Linked DNA regions of Mus musculus: all the other regions are linked to region 3. Evidence: chromatin contacts called from public HiChIP or PLAC-seq and promoter capture Hi-C data. All regions are on one chromosome and are shown on one strand. Each heading gives the region's core, a stretch centred on a gene start, on an enhancer-like site or on the middle of the called end of the contact. The rest is flanking DNA. Distances are from core to core; before and after follow the strand shown.

The links. Promoter capture Hi-C pulls out the DNA fragments that hold promoters and counts their contacts. HiChIP or PLAC-seq counts read pairs in DNA pulled down with a chosen protein or histone mark.
Region 1: an H3K4me3 HiChIP or PLAC-seq map of embryonic forebrain shows a contact between it and region 3, with 5 times the contacts expected there. The contact joins the promoter of Phldb1 here to the promoter of Bace1 in region 3. A contact is called at or near these places in 1 of 39 promoter capture datasets (hippocampal neurons) and 1 of 115 datasets of contacts at active chromatin or transcription factors (embryonic forebrain).
Region 2: a contact with region 3 is called in a promoter capture Hi-C map of pre-B cells, with 2.4 times the contacts expected there. The contact joins the promoter of Ccdc84 here to the promoter of Bace1 in region 3. A contact is called at or near these places in 3 of 39 promoter capture datasets (hippocampal neurons, liver and pre-B cells) and 2 of 115 datasets of contacts at active chromatin or transcription factors (astrocytes and large pre-B cells).

What each region holds. Positions count from the first base shown.
Region 1 is chr9:44,733,804-44,736,503 of GRCm38.p6, forward strand. Phldb1 (pleckstrin homology like domain, family B, member 1) reads right to left here and starts at 1,395. Exons shown (of 22, transcript NM_153537.4): 1 at 1,322-1,395.
Region 2 is chr9:44,416,663-44,419,362 of GRCm38.p6, forward strand. Ccdc84 (coiled-coil domain containing 84) reads right to left here and starts at 1,407. Exons shown (of 11, transcript NM_201372.4): 1 at 1,207-1,407; 2 at 971-1,134; 3 at 449-547. The coding sequence starts at 1,326.
Region 3 is chr9:45,837,159-45,839,858 of GRCm38.p6, forward strand. It overlaps Bace1 (beta-site APP cleaving enzyme 1), which reads left to right and starts at 1,387. Exons shown (of 9, transcript NM_011792.6): 1 at 1,387-2,130. The coding sequence starts at 1,870.

The DNA of each region.
Region 1 (2,700 bases), core at 145-2,644, 1.1 Mb before region 3:
CGGCAGCCCCGCCCGTCCGGCCCCGGGGACAAGCGGCCTTTCTTCAGCAGGGCAGAGAGAGAAAAAGTCGCTTGTTTGCACAGCAGGGAAAGGGGGCGGCCTCGCAGCTGCAGGAAGGGGGCTGGCATGTGGAGGGAGGTGCGTGCGTGCGGGGAGGTTGCGTGAGTGGAGCAGTCTTCCCGGGCGACCCTTCCCAGCGCGTGGAGTGCGTGGTGTGAAGCGGACTAAGTGTGTGAAGTCGAGGCCCATGTGAGGATTCACGTGTGCACCCGTGGGGTGACACTGGACTGTCGGTGTGACGTGTCTTGCGGGTGCGCGGAGGTGAGGCGTGGGATGCTGTGCGTGGGAGCTGTGCGGACGCCCGTGTTAGTGGCCAGTTCTGTTTGTGTGACCGCTGTGGAGTGAGCCCGAAGTGCGATGAGTCAGTCTCCGGGAGCCTCCGGGACCGCTGAGCTAACGGGCCCAGAATGCAGCCCCACCCCGGCTCACTGGGTCCCCCGCCGGGCCGCGCAGTCGCGAGCCAAATCCCCGCTGCGCTGGCCTGGGCGGAAGCGTCCGCGGCGCCAGGGCAACCCCGCGCCCCACGACCCCACCCAGCCGCCTACCCTCGCTTCCCCATCCCGGGGGAGTCCGATGACGGCGCTCGACCTCGGCTGGGGAACTCCGCGCTGTTTTTGGATCCAGACCGCGGAGGCGGAGCGGGAGCCAACGGCTCAGTCATCCCAGGTCGCCGGGGACCCTCATAGATAACGGGGGTCCTGGAAAAGTGCCCAGGAGACCCTAGACATGGAAACCCCAGGATCCCTCCCTGACTCCCTCCCACGCCTCAGAGTTGAACTCCACATCTTTTTGAGTCCATCCAGGCAGCTGGAACGAGGACAAGAGCGGAGACGCCTAGGGGATCCCCCTTCCTGTGGTCCTGCTGATGTGGAGAGGAACCATGTGCGATGCTGTAGACAAGGTCCCGCGCGCGTACCCAACCCGAGACTGCAAGTGTGGGATACTGGCCATCGGGGTGCCCACAGGAGGATCTAGATCCCGCAAGACTTGGGGGGGGGGAATTCCTCCACTTAATACCAGGGCCCCCTCTGGCGGTGGCGCTGGCAACGACTCAGGAGGGCAAGAGCAAGCAGTTCGCCGAGGGCGGCCCACAAAGCCCCTTCCGCCAACGCACTCACCTGGCATGGCCCCCTTTTTCCGCACCTTTCTACCCAGTTCGCTGGGCCAGACTGGTCTCGTCTGGTCCCGGGGACTTTCCCTTCTGTAGACTCAGCCAGACGGCGAATGGAACCCCGAGGCATAGTGGGAGGGGCACGCTTACCTTGTGGGGAGTTGGGGGGACACCGGCCCCTTTGCCCAAGTGGGCCGCGGCGGCCTCAGGCTGGCGAAGACTCTGTTGCTTTTCCCCTGGAGCCAGCTGAGTAGGAGGAGAGGGAGACTGTCCCGCCCCGCTTCCCTGAGTCCCCGCCCCCATCCCGTCCTGTCCGCCTGGCCAGCTAGAGAAGACGCCCTTGTGGTGCTGGAGCCCAAGGCCCCCACCCAGCTTTTCCCACAGCAGCACCTCCCCCGCTTGCACAGCGCCCGCTTTGTTCATCTGTACAGCTGGGCTTTCCACCACCACCACCAGGGCCACCACCGTGCAAACTCTCCTCTCACCCTCCCCTTCCGACCCTCCTAGACCACCCTCCACTCTGGGCCTCGAAGCACTTCTTTATTTACCTCCGCCTACCCAAGATGCCTGAATCGTCCCCTGACTCCCCATGAGTCCTAGCGCAGCCCTACCACAGATGCTCAATTTCCTTTCAGAACATCAACTGAGGGCACCCAGGTCAGCCCCTACCCTTTGCTGTTCCAAGCCCCACCATAGAGAGTTGTCGATTTAATAATTGCACACCATGCTTCAGAAATGAACGTGAAGGCAAGGTCCGTTGAAAGTGTGCTGTAAGCCAAATGATGGTGGTCTTTTTCCCAGCACTCGGGAGGCAGAGGCAGGTGGATCTCTGTGAGTTCGAGACCAGACTGGTCTCAGAATGAGTTCAAGGACAGCCAGGGCTACACAAGAGAAACCCTGTCTCAAAAAACAAAAACAAACAAAAAAGTGTGGTGCAAACCACAGGACCCAGGAAAGCTGAATGGAGCCGGCCTTTTTGCCTCTGTCCATTCACCTCCACTAAAGAATTGTTGGGTTGCAGCTGGAGCTGGAGGCAGGGTAGAAAGACACCAGGTTGGCTGAAGAGTGGGAGTTTGAGGAAGAAAAGAGGGAGGGGGGCAGTCTATAAGCCCAGCCTGGCGAAGTCATTCAGCAGTCCAACCCGCACCCCGAAATCCAAGCTGACAGTGTAGCCGCACCTTGCAAAGCCTGCTCTTGCCCCAGGAGACGGCTGGGAGGCCTCATGGGAGCTGAACTCAGACTAGACTGGGCCTCTTTAACCTGCACTAAAGGATTGGCAGAGGCTTTTCCTCAGTGAAGGAACAAGCAGGAAGCCCCCAAGTCTGGCTTAAGGTCCAGATGGGATGGGTTGGAGAAAATTTAAAATGAAAGTCCTCTTTGGAATGGACAAACCCAGTTCTGTTCCAGTGGCTTTTGTTCTGTGTTCTCTCTCTCTCTCTCTCTCTCTCTCTCTCTCTCTCTCTCTCAGGAATGGCAGGAGACTGAACTGCAGGAATTTGGTCACTCATTGACAGAACTAGCATTAGTAG
Region 2 (2,700 bases), core at 157-2,656, 1.4 Mb before region 3:
GTTGAGTTTCCCCAATTAGTTCTTGTTTTGAGATAAGGTTCTGTCTGTAGCCTCAACTGGCTTTGGCTGCTCAAGGATCCATTCTTTGCTTCCCTAGTCCTGGGGTTACATATGTGGACCATCACACTCCCTCAGAACTCCCCAATTTAAAGAAGCTCTCGTGGGGCTGGTGAGATGGCTCACCCGACTGCTCTTCCGAAGGTCCGGAGTTCAAATCCCAGCAACCACATGTTGGCTCACAACCATCCGTAACGAGATCTGACTCCCTCTTCTGGAGTGTCTGAAGACAGCTACAGTGTACTTACATATAATAAATAAATAAATAAATAAATCTAAAAAAAAAAAAAAAAAAAAAAAAGAATGGCATAAAAAAAACCACTTTAAAAAAAAAAAAAAGAAGCTCTTGTGCCTGACAAAGACCTGGATAACTCACGAACACGTAACTCACCGTGCATAATCCTGGGGGGAGATCAGAAACTTCTCTTTCATCTGGGCATTGGCCTTGTTCTCCCACCAGAATTTGTTGGTGGCTTTCTTGTGCTCTGGGCTGAGAATGGAGAGAAAGAGTAATCGTAGCTAGTCATTAAGAGAGTAAAACTGTACCGAATGTCAGAGCACTAGGTAAGTAATGCAGATTGGCCATTGGGTTGCTTCTGTGGGCTTGGCAGAGAGAAGAGGATTGTTTATACCAACCTCTTCAAGACCTCTATCTTGGGACTCCTTTCTTCCAATAAAGTGTGTGGTGGTGGTGAGAGGAGAGCAACCTGGCTTTTCTAGAAAGATCACCCACACCACTGGGACCGTGGAAGGGCTAAGATCCACTAAACTCCACGGTTGGCCAGGTAGTTCAGTCCATAACCCAACTAAGTCACAAAGTCGACCTTCCTTCTCCCCAATTTCAACTTCCCATGCCACACGTGTGTACAACTCTCTGTCTGTACGGGGGAGGTGGGTGTTTTCCAGTTGTCACCTGGCCAGATGTTCCAGCAGACCCCCGTGTAGCACTGTCAGGTTGCCATGGCTCAGGTGTTTTCGCACTTCGCAGCCACAGCACGGGCACCAACAGCACCGATCGTGCTCGGGGACATAGCGCTCCACCTGGGCGGCGCGGACGGCCCGGCGGGCGGCCTCCACCTGCAGGACAGAAGCCAGCTAGGACCCTGAAACCAGCCCACATTCCTGGCCTCCCCAGCCCCGGGTCCGCACCTGCGGTAGAAGCCGCTCCAGAGCCCCCTTCAACTGCCGCTGGTGCTTGTGGCTGTAGACGTGACCGCGACCACAGAAGAAAGTTTGCCGACACAGAGGACATCGCTGCGGTGGCGCCATAGACCCAGGACCCGGGAACACCCACACAGCGGCGGCTCGTCACCACCCACTGACCCCTGACCCTTCCGGGCCGGACGGGGCGGGGCGACCTAGGAGCTCCCGGTTCCCCTAGAGGCAGTAGGCGCTATTGCAATCCGTTCTGCGGCTGCGCGGAATATTCACTCCGGGCCCCCACCTCCCACGCACCCGCAGAAAACCCGGCAGCTTGTGAAAGAACGAGAAAGAATGCACGCCAGTTAGGACCTCAGATCGCACACTTTCAGGCGTTGACAAAGACCCAGTTTAGCGTAACAACGCAGAACTGGTAATTTCAGGGCGCACACTGTGACCCCGTGCTTTGTGCTAATGACCTCACCGAATCCTCACGTCGATGCTTTGTGGTGTGAGATTATTGGCATTTTACACATGGGAAAAAAAAAATCTACTCCTGAAGAAATGAGGACCTCTGAGGAAAGCTAGAGAGGTGTATTAAGCAGCCCCTCCAGCTTCCCTGAGACCTGCAGGGGTCTAAGTCACTGTGATATTCTTTTTTTTTTTTTGGTTTTTCGAGGAAGGGTCCTGGAGCTCACTTTGTAGACCAGTCTGGCCTCGAAATCAGAAATCCGCCTGGCTCTGCCTCCCAAGTGCTGGGGTTAAAGGCGTGTGCCACCACTGCCCGGCAGACTGTGATATTCTTAATTTTCAAAGGTGTTCTGCACAAGAATATTCTCTGTAAGTCATTTCTCCGAGCATTGGCTGGGAAATCTAATTCTGAAAACTTGAATGGTTACAGTGAATCATGCTCTATCGCCATTACAAGAATAATGTCATACGCCGCCCAGGTCAGACCCAATATGTTTTTCCCCATTTGTTCCAAAGTTGCTCAAAGCAGTCTGCTCCCAAGGTCTCTGCAATTAAGCTTACTTGATAGTATTTTCCTGCCAGTCTCCTCTACCAAATGCTCATTTCCCACCTGAACTTGGCTTGTGTGAAACAAAACCCAGCATCTTTACAATTAAGTTCCTTGAGTGGCCAGGTTTCCAGCGCCTGCATATACAGGTAGTCAAGCCCCACCCGGCAGGAAGGAAAAAAAAATCCTGTATTAGGCTTCAAAATCCTACCAATCCCTGAGTTTGTCCCAAAAAAATCAGACTATAGAATTCCACCAATCACTGAGTTTACCCTAAAAACATGCCACAGAATTCCACCAATCACTGAGCTTGCTCCTAGAGCAGGTCACAAAATTCCACCAATCCAGGAGTTTGCCCAAGATCAGACCATAAAATCCCACCAATCAAAAACTACCCTGGAAAGTGCCCCGCCAATCCCATTCTATATTATGCTTGCCTCGTATGTGGTTCCTTGCTGCTTTTTGCCTGGGTAGAGACGATCTTT
Region 3 (2,700 bases), core at 137-2,636:
TCTTCATCTCAATGAGTATGCTGGAATGTCTCCCAGTGATATACCAATTTGAGAGCAACTGATCCTCACTCTGACTGATGGGAAGTAATCAGATGGGTCATGAGGATTCGTGACAGGAAACCATCAAAGACACAAACGGGCCGGGGGGTGGTGGCACACGCCTTTAATCCCAGCACTTGGGAGGTAGAGGCAGGCGGATTTCTGAGTTCGAGGCCAGCCTGGTCTACAGAGTGAGTTCCAGGACAGCCAGGGCTATACAGAGAAACCCTGTCTCCAAAACAAACAAACAAAAGAAAGACAAAGGGATTCAGGCATAGAAGAGGTGGCCACCTCATAGCTGGGGCAGGTTAAATGCTCTGAACAGAAGAGGCGGCAGGTCTCCCTGTCGGATCCCAGTGACTGGTTTGTTGACTGGAATACTCTCGTCCCTTTCACCTTGCTCCTCCAGCCTCTGCTCCTGAAAACACTTCCAATTTTAAGGTCACCTCTTCTAGATTGCCCATTTTTTGTTTCTTTTTTGAGGCAGAGTTTCTCTATGCAGTCCTGGCTGTCCTAGAACTACCTATGTAGAACAAACTGCCCTTGAATTTACAGAAATTCTCCTGCTGAGATTAAAGGCAGGTGCCTCAACATCCGGGGTATACCCCCAAATTTTGTTTTATTTTATTTTATTTATTGATTTTTATTTTATTCTTTTTTTTCTTTTTTTTTTTTTTTTTTTTTTTTTTTTTGGTTTTCGAGACAGGGCTTCTCTGTGTAGCCCTGGCTGTCCTGGAACTCACTCTGTAGACCAGGCTGGCCTGGAACTCAGAAATCCGCCTGCCTCTACCTCCTAAGTGCTGGGATTAAAGGCGTGCGCCACCACGCCCAGCTCTATTTATTGGTTTTTTGAGGCAGGTTTCCAGCTTACCCCAAAATTCTTAACATCACACTGTGGCAAGAATCACAGTTCTCCCCGGTTAATCTCTTTTTGGGATCTGTGCTTCTTTTTCTACTCCTGTGCAGGGGTAAAGTGGCTGGCATGCATGACAGGGTGCGCACGGGGGTGTGGGGGGGTGTTAACCAATGCTGATTCAGGAAAGTGAGGCAGGAGAATTGCATCAAAGTTGAAGCTAGCCTAGACTACACTGTATGTTTGCAGGACCCTGTACCCTAAATAAATAAATAAATAAATAAATAAATAAATAAATAAATAATGAAAGAAGGACTAGCAGATGAGAAGTGTATGATATTGGTTCCTTCTTGCTCTGCTAGAGCTAAGGAAATGCTTTCCCGCTAGGGTCTTGCAGAGTGAACTCCATCTCGGCAGAGGGCATCCCAGACCCCTTTCAGCTCCGGAAGCTGGGCTGTCTGCCATGGGAAGACTACACTTCCCAGAGATCCCAGGGAAAAGCAAAAACCCTTTGGCTTTGACAGCCACCGCCACAAGCCTTTCCGCCTCCCCAGCCTGCCTAGGTGCTGGGAGCTGGGAGCTGGATTATGGTGGCCTGAGCAGCCGACGCAGCCGTAGGAGCCCGGAGTCCCTGTCGGTCCCCAAGCTGCAAAGCCCGCCTGGAAGACCCCGAAAGCTACGGGCTCGGATAGCCATGCCCGCCCCTCCCAGCCCCACAAGGGGCCCGATCCCCCCGCTGGCGGCCGGCGTCCAGATGTAGCTGGGTCCCCTGGATCGCCATCGTCGTCTCCTCTCGTGCGCTACGGATTTCTCCTGCCCACTCTCCGCCGCCTGGACCGGGAACTGAGCGAGGGGCCTGCAGACTCTGCAGTCCTGATGCCGCCGAGGCCGCTCTCCTGAGAGAAGCCACCACCACCCAGACTTAGGGGCAGGCAAGAGGGACAGTCACCAACCGGACCACAAGGCCCGGGCTCACTATGGCCCCAGCGCTGCACTGGCTCCTGCTATGGGTGGGCTCGGGAATGCTGCCTGCCCAGGGAACCCATCTCGGCATCCGGCTGCCCCTTCGCAGCGGCCTGGCAGGGCCACCCCTGGGCCTGAGGCTGCCCCGGGAGACCGACGAGGAATCGGAGGAGCCTGGCCGGAGAGGCAGCTTTGTGGAGATGGTGGACAACCTGAGGGGAAAGTCCGGCCAGGGCTACTATGTGGAGATGACCGTAGGCAGCCCCCCACAGACGGTAAGGTGGTCAGATCTAGCAACCCTCCTTCATGCATGGTAGAGGGGTGATAGGGTAGAGATGAAGCAGCCTGCCCTGATAAAATGGTTTGTTTAGTGGGTGCAGAATGACCGCCCGCTCCTATTCCTCCAGGATCCGGTTGGGAGTAGCCTTTCCATTTCCCGCCCCCTCTCACTGGCATCCAAGCCCCAGGACTGACTACTCACCTCTCACTCCCACTGCCCCATCCCCCCACGCCCAAGAAAGCACTTCAGTGGTGGCTGACCCTGGGGAAGGGCCAGGCACGGGGACACTGTAACAGGTGTCAGTGGCCGGAGTCTCTCATATTCCATCTCCACACTCTCCCCTACTCTAGTGTTGCGGGGGGGGGGGGGGTATCTAAGATCCCCACCTTCATCTTCTTGAGAACCCAAAATCCTGGCACCAGTTGGATCAATCAGCCCCTTACTCTAAGTCTGGGCTGCCATAAGCCAACAAAGTGAGAGTCTTAGTAACATCCATGTAGCCTCCAAGTCCCAATAGACTCTGGCTTCCCCTAGTCCCTTCCTCCTTTATCCCAACCCCCACTCT